2 separate regions of the Sus scrofa genome follow, and region 2 is linked to region 1. The links are chromatin contacts, called in public promoter capture Hi-C maps. All regions are on one chromosome and are shown on one strand. The core of a region is the stretch at or near the end of the contact, and the rest is flanking DNA. Distances in the headings are between cores, read along the strand shown. Region 1 holds the start of MAPT (microtubule-associated protein tau). Region 2 holds the start of ARF2 (ADP-ribosylation factor 2).

What was found. Promoter capture Hi-C pulls out the DNA fragments that hold promoters and counts their contacts.
Region 2: a promoter capture Hi-C map of liver shows a contact between it and region 1, with 7 times the contacts expected there. The contact joins the promoter of ARF2 here to the promoter of MAPT in region 1. A contact is called at or near these places in 2 of 5 promoter capture datasets (fetal skeletal muscle and liver) and 1 of 2 datasets of contacts at active chromatin or transcription factors (alveolar macrophages).

What each region holds. Positions count from the first base shown.
Region 1 is chr12:17,207,956-17,214,254 of Sscrofa11.1, reverse strand. MAPT (microtubule-associated protein tau) reads left to right here and starts at 2,772. Exons shown (of 11, transcript XM_021066819.1): 1 at 2,772-3,014. LOC102167583 (a long non-coding RNA gene) reads right to left here and starts at 2,603. Exons shown (of 4, transcript XR_002337070.1): 1 at 2,386-2,603; 2 at 584-665; 3 at 312-409.
Region 2 is chr12:17,444,863-17,451,437 of Sscrofa11.1, reverse strand. It overlaps ARF2 (ADP-ribosylation factor 2), which reads left to right and starts at 3,490. Exons shown (of 5, transcript NM_001145220.1): 1 at 3,490-3,505; 2 at 5,839-6,005. The coding sequence starts at 5,858. All of the region lies in intron 1 of LOC102165973 (a long non-coding RNA gene), which reads right to left.

The DNA.
Region 1 (6,299 bases), core at 1,523-4,022:
CCCCTTCCTCCAGCTTAAAACCCAGCAATGTCGTATCTCTCTGACCCTTCTTCCACGATCACATCTCTCTTTCTTACTGCACCAGGATAGATTCTTCACTTTTAAGGACTCATCCATTATGTTGGGCTTGCCTGGATAATGCAGGATGCTCTCCTCACCCTAAGGTTGGTACCCTTACTCACATCTGTACAGTCCCTTTTGCCATGGAAGGTAGGATATTCACAGGTCCCAGAGATGACGGTGGACAGGAAGCCCAGAGAAGTTCGTGAATTTGTCTAAGGTCGCACAAAGGGGCTGAGATTAGGACCCACCTCTTCTGACACCTAATCCAGTTCTCCTTTTCTGTGTCCTTCTATCTTCTCTGGCTCTGCCTGGTAAGCATGATGTGCTGGAGGTTGCCTTGAGATTTCTATGTCAGCAAGAGGGAGGGGCAGGGAGAAAGACAGAGGATGCATTTTCTTGGCCTGAATTTGTGAGCCATTAGCTACCTAGGGTGATTAAATTATCTGGAATGAACACTCAATTCCACGTTACATGCAGTGAGATGACAGATCTGCTTAGGACTGTTCCTAGCATCCATTACCTCAATTTCATGTCAGCAAGATGTGTTAGCTCAGTATCAGGAGACCAAAGTGTCCTCAGTCAGTTCTCGATGATCCCATATCCTAAGGGAAAGAAGATGGTAAGTTTGAATGGGAGGAGTGTTGATGGGCTGCGATTATATTACACACAGAAATAATATGGAGCAAAAACATTGACCAGGAAGAATGAAGATGAAATAAATAACTTCTGTTTATCATTTAATGAATGTCCACGACATGTCAGGCACTGTGTAAGAAACTTCACACACAAACTGTGTAAGAACATCATGGGTTTGAACAGCTACAGGTCTGTTTATATGCAGATTTTTTTTCAATAAATACATACTACAGTATTACATGATCTGCAGGTGGTTGAATCTGCAGATTTGGCGGGCCCACTCTAAAGTTATACACAGAGTTTTGAATGAGTGGGGATTGGCACTCCTAACCCCTGTGTTGTTCAAACTTCAGAGAAGCAAGACCTATAAGGCTATATAATATATGCAGAACCAAGGTAAGGGTCTTTAGGATGGTGGCAGTTGGAAGGACAAAAAGGTCAATTCTAGAGTCTCAGAACTTAAGAATTTTGCCCCCATCCACTCAGTGCTTCCCAAAATATATGAAACTCTGGGAGTTCCCATGGTGGCTCAGCAGGTTAAGAACCTGACATAGTGTCCGTGAGGATGTGGGTTAGATCCCTGGCCTTGACCAGTGGGTTAAGGATCTGGCATTGCCACAATGCAACTTGGATCTGGCGTTGCTATGGTGTGGCATACGCCTCAGCAGCAGCTCCAATTTGAGCCCTAGCCTAGGAACTTCCATATGCTGCAGGCCATTAAAAAAATAGTAAGAAAAATATACTAAATCCATGTGAATAAAGAAAATCATCAATTACTTGCTTTTTGTATTAATCTACAGCATACAATATTGCTTTAAAAAAAAAAAAGAATATCAGAGCTATGCAGGGAGTTCCCATTGTGGCTCAGCAGGTTAAGAACCAGACTAGTATCCTATGAGGATTTGGGTTTGATCCCTGGCCTTGCTCAGTGGAGTAAGGATCCAGCATTGCTGCAAGCTGTGGTGTAGGCCAGCAGCTATAGCTCCCACTCAACCCCTAGCCTGGGAACTTCCATATGCCAAGTGTGCGGACCTAAAAAAAAAAAAGAAGAAGAATATAACAGCTATGTAAATTAAAGCTTTAAGACAAATTCCCACCCTCCTATGACAAGATGGCTGTCCCTAAGCCCTTCTAAACTTAAACTCCCACTGCCAGGGTTTAAATTAGATGTTGGGCAGAACAAGTTAAGGACAAAGCCTAGATGCTGGCTGACTGAGAGAATGAAAGCCTCTGGCCACTTTCAGTCTGAGGCATGTTATCCAGGTGAGAATCTCCCGCCAGCACCTGGAAATTCAAATCTCAAGCTCTATTTACAGTAATAAGGATGTTTCACAAAGAAGATAAAAATAACTGTATATGTGAAAATGCTCTGTAATGTGGTAAGTGCCATTTGAAACTTGATCTAATTTAAGATTTTATTCTTGGGTTACAGTTAGATTTGAATGCTCCTTGTTAAAACACTCCCCCCCCCAAAAAACACCCAAATGTGCACTGCCTAATTATAATCAGGTTAGCCAGGTTTAAGTAGATTTACTAAGGAAAGAATTCACCTTGATCAATAACAAAAAAGGTGGAACAAAAGCAGGTTGAAGGGAAACAGACACGAGGAAACTGATCTCCAACAAGGGGAAATTCAGGAGAGGGTCAGGGTGCCAGTGGGCAAGCCTGGGGGAAGTTTTTGAGGACCTGCGTGTACTGTCTGGAGAGCCGGCCACGTGAAAAACTGCCCAGGACCTTTCTGAGACAGGACATCACTCCGGAGCAAAAAAAGGGGCTGCGGATCTGGAGGCGGCGGAGCACCCAGCGTCTCCTTTAACCCAGAGGGCAACCAAGCCTCGCTTCCTAGGGAGGAGACCCCTAAGACAAAACAAAGACTCCAGCCGTGAGAGGAGACCCAATGTGCGCTTGCGCCAAGAAGCGCGCGTGCGCGTGGCTGTCAGCTCCGCAGCACAAGGCATGGGAGGAAGGGAGACCCGGGAAGGGAAGTGCCGAGAGGAGAGAGCCGGGAGGCGGGGAAGGGTCGATTGGTAGGGCGCTCACGCGCGCCCACTGGTGGCCGGAGGAGAATACGCCTGCGGAGGCCTCAGGGCCCCGCCCCTCCCCTGGGGAGGCTCGCGCTCCCGCCGCTCGCGCCTGCGCCGCCCGCCGGCCTCGGGAGCGCGCCCTCTTGGCGGTGCGCGCGCTCGCAGTCTCCGCCACCCACCAGCTCAGGCACCAGCAGCAGCGCCGCCGTCGCCGCCGCCCACCTTCTGTCGCCGCCACCACAGCCACTTGACTGTTTTCCTCTGGTGTCCTCGCCCTCTGTCGACTATCAGGTAAGTGCGAGGCTCCGAAATCTGCCTCCCCCTCTGCCCTCCTGCACTCCCATGCCGCCGCCCCTCGCCCCAGAGATGGGTTTCCTGAGGTGAATTTTGGTCGGGGGCAACCGCCGGGGCCCCTCCTTGCCCCTTCTGCGTTGGGGCTCGGGATTAGGGCGACTTGGAAAGGGACCCGTGCAAGGGATGCATGGGTGTGCGTGTGTGTGTCCTGAGGGGGTCTGCACGACCCGTTGCGAGCGGACCCGGACAGAGGTTTTGCCCACAGGGTGGGGCGCGGATGGCGGTGACCTGGGGGAGGGGGCTGCAATGCATTCTCGAATACAGCCTTTTGCAGTAATAGGAGTGTGACTTTGTGGGTGTGGGGGGTGTTCAATGACGACCCCCCAAACCGAACCTCTAATCTGATTTCTCTGCCTCGGTTTGCCATCAGCTCTAAGGAAGGTATTGATCGGGTTCTAGGAAAGATGACTCCCTGCCTGCCCCTCCCTACACCTCCCCGGCAGCTATTCCAATGGGGCTTTCGCTGTCCCAGGTTTAAGGCGGTGGCCCACCCCTTCCCCGTTTTCCTCCTTCAGAAACCCGCAGGGGACATTTGGGGGCTGGGAGTGGAATCAGGGAGATGGGGAGGGGTCCCGGTGCTGTCACTTTAGTTGCCCTTCCCCCTGCGCGCGCCTGGCACCCAGACTCGAGCAGCGCCGCGCCCGAGAGAAGGTAGTGCGCGGATCTCAATGTGGAGGTGCGGAACGGCAGGGGTCACCTGGCCTTGCGATGTGGAAGGGCTCGGCAGCCGCGGATCCCAGCTCGAGGGCGCGCACAGCCGCAGCCCCGCACAGACGCGCGCGGGGGCTGCAGGTGCATTTCGGGGCGGGCCCCTTTCTCTGCGCTCTGCGCTCTGCGCTGGCGGACCGGCGTGTGCGCTCCCTGCCGGAGGCGCCCGGCTGGCGCGCAGGGCTCGCCCCTCACTGCGGCAGTGGGTGTGGACCCGGGTGGGCGAGGAGGGGGTGGGTAGGCCGAGCCTCCTCCCACTTCCACCCTTGCTTTTTTCCCCTCCGAACGCGAGGTGCCATCTTTTTGCGGCGTGTCATGTCTTTATAGTACCGTGCCAAGCCGAGCGGCTCGGCTTCGGAGGACAGGGCGAAGACTGTCATTGACGGGGAGGGGGCAATTAGCGCTGAAATCTTGGATTTTGCTGCTGCGGGCTTGAGCACTGGGGGAGTTCACCCAGGATTTTCCTTGGGGGCTCGGTGCTTTGTTTGTAGGGTTTACGTGATCTGCCTTGCCAGCCCTAGTTTTTGGCTCTTATTCTATGAGGGTGTTTAATCGAGGCCCCCACCCCTCCTCCCGCTTTTTGCCCCTCATTTCTGAGCCCTTTGTTAGATCTTGGCGCTCGCTGGGGTCGAGGAACTCGAGTCAGCCCCGAGGGCACGCAGGGAACGGGCGTGACCCCGCGAGCCCCTCTCCCAAAGCGGGGCTGCGCGCCAGGAAGCACCTGAGGGCCGAAGGGATGGACGCGAGTTGCGGGTGGCCACAGAGGGACGATGCCCCTCCCCATACTTGGAGCGTCCTGGGGGCGACGCCTCGCCAGGGAGCGCCGGCGACCCCCGGTGGGAGAAGCGGGGTGCAGGGGTGGGGGTTGCCCACTTCGCTTCACGTCCTGTTGCTTCACCAGGCGGGAGAATGTGAGGAGGGGGCATGAGGTGCTGCGGGCCACACCCTTTTATCAAAAGGCCTGGGAGGGGGTCGCAGGGGGAGGTTGTCATGGAGACCACCCGCACCCTGGGGACAGACCTTGGGGCGTTGCCCCGCCCCTGCCCAGCAGAGATAGAGAACCTAGGGATAGGCCCTGCCCCTCTGGCTCCAGGAGAACACAGGAGGGGGACCTCCCACCCCTTAACCCGTGGCTCTTCCAAATTGGACTCCTGCGGCCGCAACCACCAGGAAAGGCATCTTTCATGTATTTTTATTATTATAGTCGAATATTATTTTAGAACCGTGAGAGATTTTCATTTGAGAGCCCGAGTTCGCCGCCACCTTGAAACCCGGAGGCGGAGTGAGGTGGGGGAAGTAGGAAGGCGGGTAAGATCCTGGCGAACAAATCCGAGCCTCACCCTCTTTCCATTAGCTGGGTCCTGGCGGCTTTCTGGTTAATTCTATCGCTGGAAAGTGGTGCGGGGGCGCAGTTCTGAGATTCATGAGCATTTAAGGGAACACACCATCCTCTCGAGCCGCGCAGATTGATCTAAACATGCGGGGAATGACTTGGCTCGGGGTCGAGAGCCCCCCAGGGGCCAGGCCGAACCTTCCCTTGGCTTCGGGATCGGATCGGAGCGAGCTTTCCTGGGATCGGATCGGAGCGAGCTTTCCTGCAGAGCTGGGCTCGGCAGGGGCAGGTTGGAGAGAGGTTCAAGGATCAATTCGAGCATCTTCCCCCCGCCCCATAGAGCTAGACAAGAGATTCTGGTTCTAGACAGAGCTAGGGTCTAGACAGAGCTAGCAGACCTGGGAACAGGGAGCCCGCAGCCTCCGCTGCCTGGGATGGACCGCAGGCGAAGACAGCATCTCCTATCCGTTGTTGGGAAGGAGCGCATCATGGCAAGCGCGTTTAGCCCAGTGCTGGGAACAAAGCGCAGTATAGGCGTCCGCTATTTTACCCAATTTTGAAATGTATTGGCGGTTTGGTGGGGCTCTCGGGTCGGCAAGGCCGGGGGTGGGGGTTGTTAAATGGAGGAATCCTGGGGGCCGTGAGATGGTCCTTCGTACGACAATCAGGAAATCCCATCCCTGGCTCTGGGCGCGCTTTAACTAAGCAGCTTTCTCCTTGGGATCTCGAGGGATGCCGCGTTTGTGCCCAAGCTCCAACGCTGAAGCTCTGAGCCAGCCGCCGCCCCTGGGTTTCTCTGGCGCTGATCCGAGGGTCACCCGAATCTCTAGCAGGTGGGGGCTATTTCGAGTACCAAGAGACTCCACCAGGCTCTGGTGCTGAGGACCAGTAACTCCATGCTCCGGTCTCCCGGTGGTACAGGTAGGGATGGATGATGGGATTTGGGACAGCGACTGCTGGCTTTCCCCGCCACCTCACACTCAGGCTCAGAAAGACAGCTTTGAGTTTTATGTGATTCTTGCTCTTTCAGTTGACCCCTCTGGAACAGAAAAAGAAATGCCTTTCCTATCATCATTATTTAAGGTATTATGTTGTGTTTTATAATGCTGCTTATGTTTACCACATAAGAATTTCTTATCCATTTCTCCACCTGCAAACCTTCCTCTGAACAAATTAATTAC
Region 2 (6,575 bases), core at 2,241-4,740, 240 kb before region 1:
AGTTGGGGACCATCTGCTTATATGTATAAAATAAATATATATGTATATATATGTATCTATATGGTGGTAATCCTTTAGCAAGTGAGTGCCTTATGGACTAGAGGATTGTTTTATTCTCAGGCATAAGGCAGCTCATTAAAATATAGCATATTCTTGGGTTGTGAGGGTTGGAGGCAAAAAAACCCTTTATTATTATGAACCTAAACATTCTCTCTGTAGGTACAAACGATGACAGGTTTAAAAAAAAAAAACCTTATCTTTGCTATTTCAACTTTTCTTGAGATTATGATGACTCTATTCAAATAAACTTCATAGTTGCTGGCAAAACCAGTTTATATCTTTTCTTACAAGTCATCAGGACACAATTAGGTATCTGTAGTACATGAAATAAAATACTAGTAAATATTTGGAGAAAATAACCAAATAAAGAGCTGAAAATTAAACCAACATGAGAAATTTTTGTTATCAAATTAGTAAATAAAACAAAAACACTAAAAATCCTTTTTTAAAGAACAGCTTATCAAATGATGAAGTAAGGATGGCTTTCATTTGGTCGATAGGAATGGAAATTTGTATGATCTACTCAGAAAACAGTTTGGCAAGTAATGCGTATCAAGAGCCTTAAAAATCTTAATGTTTTGATCCAGTGATTGCACTTTTGAAAGTTTTTTTTTTCTTTTTTTGCTTTTCAGTGCTACAGGTGTGGCATTATGGAAGTTCCCAGGCTAGGGGTTGCAGCAGAGCTGCAGCTGCCAGCCTATGTCACAGCCACAGCCACACCAGATCCGAGCCACACCTGAGACCTACACCACAGCTCATGGCAACGCTGGATCCCTAACCCACTGAGTGAAGCCAGGGATCAAACCTGAATCCTCATGGATACTAGTCTGGTTTGTAATCTGCTGAGTTACAATTGGAACTCCTCTCTTTTTTTTTTTTATTTTAATTTTCTATTAGCAAGGAATGAAGTAAAGAGGAGGGAAAGATGTTCACTGCATCATAATTCATAAGAGAAAAACTTAAAAACAACCTAAATACTGAAATGTGAGGAAATAAAAATTTATGTTCTAAGGCAAATCAAGGAAAATTTAAACATAAAAATTTTTTCTCTGCCCTTTGGCCTTTCTCCTCTACTGTGCATTGTGTATGCATTATGCATCCACCCAAACTCCCTACCAGCAGAAATGTCTGCTCAGCTATAAATAGCAACATTCTCCTAGCACCTACAAGACAACTCTTTGGTTTTTTTTTGTCTTTTAGAGCCACACCTGCAGCACATGGAGGTTCCCAGGTTAGGGGTCCCGTTGGAACTGCAGCTGCTGGCCTACGCCAGAGCCACAGCAACTTAGGATCCAAGCTTCATCTGTGACCTACACCACAGCTCATAGCAACGCTGGATCCTTAACCCACTGAGTGAGGCCCGGGATCGAACCTGCCTCCTCATGGATCCTAGTCGGGTTCCCTAACCACTGAGCCACAACGGGAACTCCTACAAGACAACTCTTTAGAGGATAGCCTTTCTCCTTAATCTTGTAAGGGACCATGATGACCCATGACCCACTCCTCACTTCGCACATGTAGAACTGGATTGTGTAAACTGTCAATAATATGTCATTTAATGTATAGCCCTCTGTCTCAAAAATTTTATGTACCTGTGCTTTGACTTTTAAGGGGCAGAGTTCTTGGAGCTCTCTGAGAGGCTGTTCCCAAGGTTATAATTCTCAATTTGACTCGAATAAAATTTTCCATTTTTTCTTAGATCAACTGATTAATTTTTCATTGACAATTACATGAAAATGATTAAATAAATCAGGATATATCCATATAATGGGATATCACACAGCTACCAAAACTGTTAAAGACAAAACAAACAAACACAGAATTCCCTGGTGGCCTGGTAGTTAAAGATCCAGCATTGTCACTGTTGTGACTTGGGTTCCATTCCTGGCCTGGGAACTTCCAAATGCCATTGGCATGGCCCTCCAAAATGTTTAAGACAAATGTTAAACACTCTGGAATATACTCATTAAAATATTAAGTGGAGGGAGTTCCTGTTGTGGCTCAGTGGAAATGAATCCAACTAGTATCCATGAGGATACAGGTTTGATCCCTGGCCCTGCTCAGTGGTTAAAGGATCCAGCTTGCTGTGAGTTGTGGTGTAGGTCTCAGATTAAGAGGAAAAGAAGACTGTATGTATTCATAATCTGAACTATGTAAAAATTTCATGGAAAAATGACTGGAAAGAAATAAACCAAAATGGTAACAGTGACTGCCTCTGGATAATAGGATGATGGGTGTTTTTTTTTTTTTTTTTTTTTTCTCTTTTTTGTCTCTCTCTCTGGTGGGGAGTGTCTTTTTTTTTTTATTATACTTTAAAAAATTACTATAATTTTGTTATAGTTAGGAAAAATTATAATTTTAAAAGAATCATGTAGAAAAACCTCTCATACTTTCTTGTATTTACTGTCATATATATATATACACATACATATATATATATATACACACATACATACACATATACAGTCATCACGATCAAGAAAGTATTTGGTTAAAAAGATTAAGGCGTCAGACCTGAACTTAAAACTCTGACCTACTATTTCATTTTCCTCTTTGTAAAATGGGAATAATAGTAGATTCCAGTTCACGGAGCGTTATATCATGCAGGTCAAGTTCTCGACATATTTCCTGGCACATATTAACAGATGTTAGTTTTTCCTAAAATGCACAGTTATATGCCATTTACGGGCGTTTGTAAACTTTTCAGTGAACCAAGTTGGCATTAGGTGTTGAATTAATGAGAACACTTCTCAAGACCGTGGTCCTGAGCATCTGAACGAAGGTGCAGGTTGCTAGCATTTTTCCCAACTGTTGAAAATCTGTTCAAAAACAGGGCGGCTGTCTAGCTTCACACTAAATAGGAAACCTTCCTTATGTCTAACTCTGGTGTCGGCGTCTTGGTGTTTCCCACACAGACCAACGCCCCAAACTAGTTTCTACTTTTAGCTCAACCAAGGCAAATTTCCTTAAATAACGCCCAGAACTTGGCCACGCCCACATGCCCGCACCCAGTTGGTCCTAATACTCCCTGGGTTCGTTCAATCCGTGGAAATTTTCCTAGTTGATTGGCAGAGCAAATCGGAGTTTTTTTTTTTTTTTACTTTTTTGATTGGTCACGAGCAGCACTGGGACGGGGCACATGGGCGTGTCTCGCCGGGACGCGGTGCGTTGTCATTGGAGAATGAAGCCGGTATTTCCAAAGCTTCGTGCCGTCGCCTAGGTCCCCAGGGGCGGGTGTCCGCCCTCCTAGGCTTTTATTCTCCTTGGCATTGGTCAGACTTGTCGTCACTCACGGAACTTCGAGCTCATTGGTAGAAATAAACTCCAAGAGTCAGGGAGTGATTGGTTGGTTACTGTTCCCGCCCCGAGCCTGTCGCCATTTTGCGGAGGGGATCCGAATTCTTAAAGGCAGCGGTATTGGTACCAGTGCTTAGTTCGGCGGCAGGTGAGTCACAGGCGAGGGAGAGATGGCTGAAGGCCTGGCTGGATTTCCGCACCTTTAGAGGTCGGGAAACTAGACAGCAGCAGGTGGCCTTCACAAAGCGTTTGGGTTCCCTGTCCCTTTTCCGCCCTATGAGAAGAATGGCCAGGCTGCGGGGATCGAGAGACTTGGCTCTCATCCTCTGCTGGGCTCTCTGCTCTCCCGAGGGCCCGCAGTTCGAGAGGAAGAGGCCTGGAGGCCAGGCAGAGGGGACACTCGGAGGCCTTCCCCGGGGACCTGGCGCGTCTGCTCGCCCGCTGCGCACGCCCACTTGGCCACTTGCTCCGGTTCTTGTCCTGGACATCTTCCCGCAATTCTCCCTGATGGACAGTTGGTGCTCGTGGGAGGGGAGGGTGAGCGTGCCAAAGAGGCGCCAGGGTCGGCAGCGTCTTCCAGAGGGTCTGCAGCAGCTCAGCAGATGAGTAGGAAAAAAGAGAGGCCGGAGGGAGAACATGGGATGTGTATACTGTGTGCGGTTGGGAGGAGGAATCGAGTATTTGCTTCATAGGACATGCAAGTGGGAAGTAACCTTCCTTCTCCCAGCATGTTCCTCACTGTTTTTCTCATTTATGAGATTTGTCCTTTTTCGGAAACAAAGACAAAGACTCTTTAGTTTGTCGCCCAACAAGCTTTTTGAGTACTGCAGTGCGTTGTATTTCTATATACTTACTCTGTGCGGCTCTTGTAAGAATGATTAAAACATTGAGCATCATTCTTTGGTTAGAGTAGTTTGCCTATACCTAATTTATGTGCAGGATAAATGCTCTGCTCCTTTTCTCAGGTCGTAGAATAAAACGATGTGTGCTTGGACATCATCCATGAAGTTAAGCTACTGTAGGACAAGGTTCAGTTTTAGAGGTGGGGCCTCGAATTTGGTGACCTCCCCTCTGAGGTCCCTAGGGTTCTGATGAATGGGAGATGGACTGTTCTTGTTCCATCTTATCCCTGCTCTGCCCAGGAGTAAAGTTTTCCTTTGGTTTGCAGTTGAAAGGGAAACAAGGGTTGTATTCAGTACTGCTTCTAAGTCTTTAATTGGAATGTCAAGCTCACACTTCAAATAGGCTGATTCGTTAAAATTAAAGATGTAGAGTAAATTTCGGCAAAGCCAATCTGTCTTTGCTATTAGCTTCTTTTATATAATCTTTCATGCACTCGACTGAAAAATAAAATACTGAACATTTATGCAGTTAGATGTCAGTACACCTTTTGGGGAGTAATGACTGGGAAGGGGCACGAGGAAATCTGGGTACAACAAATCATTTTTTGATTTGGTTTATGACATTTCATTGAAGTAAATGTTATCATGTATGTTTATATCTATATGTAAATTGTATTATTTTCCCCTCTTTCTGGCTGCCCTGAGGCATATGGAGTTCCCAGGCCAGGGATCAGATCCAAGCCACACTTGTGACCTGTGCCGAAGCTGCAGTAGTGCTAGATCCTTTAACCCGCTGTGCCAAGCCGGGGATCGAACCTGTGTTCTGGTGCTACAGAGATAACCACTGATCCCATTGGGCCACAGTGGGGACTCCTATATCTATATGTCAAAAAAAGTTAAAAAAATTGATTAAGGCATTCTCTGGTAGTGTAGTAGGTTAAAGATCCATTCTGGCCATTGCTGTGGCTCAGGGCACTGCCCTGGTGCAGGTTTGATCCCTGGCCCAGGAATTTCCAAATGCTGCTGCTGGCAAAGCCAAAGGGGGAAAAAAATTAAGAGTAAGGTGAGTAACGGTCAACTCTGGATGCTATGGTATATTTGCAACTCTTTGCCTAGTTAATTTCTCTATTAGCAGTGTAGTTTCCCAATGCTGTATTTCCTCACCTCTGAAAATTTTTCCGGGTATTGATATGATCTGCTAGCCAAAGGCAACTACTAAATTTCTAAGAGATGTTACTATTTAACCTGACTTAAAGACTTTGCTTCACATTGTGTAAAATAAACTGGTTCTCTGCTCTTAAGTTCTCATTTCAGAAGTATTAGTGGTATCTGTTGTGTCACAGCTTCCGTACTTCAGATAACTAAAGCCTGCCACCATTGAGACTGTGCTTCCACCTATCTCACTTGGATGCTGCAGTGGAAAAACTGAAATTTTTGGCAGGGCATCAAAAGGCTTAGTTGAGTTGCCCTTTGAAGACAAGATACTCTGCTCTTTATTGGCCAAACGATACTTAAAATTGTTTAATTTTTACGAGGCGCCACCTCTATTAGAGACTTATATTTCATGTATATACCTTGTATTTGTATGTCTGTATTTCTGCAAATAACAACTACTTGACTTGCCTCTCTTTTCCTTCAGGTAACAGAATTCAATTACAATGGGGAACGTTTTTGAAAAACTCTTTAAAAGTCTCTTTGGGAAAAAAGAGATGCGGATTCTGATGGTGGGTTTGGATGCCGCTGGGAAAACCACCATCTTATATAAGTTGAAGCTGGGAGAGATTGTGACGACCATCCCTACAATCGGTATGTTGACGGCCTGGGACAGGACCGTTTACACTTTAATATGTTACCTTTTATACATGTCTTATTTTATCGCATGTTTCTTCTTGAAAATCTTGTCTAAGAGTGTAAACTTTTAAGCCAGGTAATACATAATTTTCCAGTTGCTCCCTGGCACGTCTGGCACATTGCTAGGATTACAGGGGAGTCATATGATTACATTTAGTTGGAAGAAATGTAACCTATCCGCTTAGCGAAAAAGACGACAACAGTCATGAAAGCAGTCCGGGCAGTTATGCCCTTCATTCCTCTCAGTTAGCAGGTGTCCCAGCCGAAGTGTGAGATGGGAGCTAGGACTGTGGTTGCTTCCTCTTCGGTCTTCCTTCCAGCTGGCCTTTCTAAGTGGAAGCATCTTTTCACACCGAGTGTGTTCCCAGTGTATAAAGATGTAGTGTGATTTTTTTTTTTTTCCTTCTTCACTCCGGCTCGTGCCAGCTACTTGAGCTGGTGGTCAGCTGAAGGATCTGATTTGTTCCAATGCTGGAGGACAATCTGGCGGTGTAGTTATTCCTGCAAACCCACAGTGTATTTTGT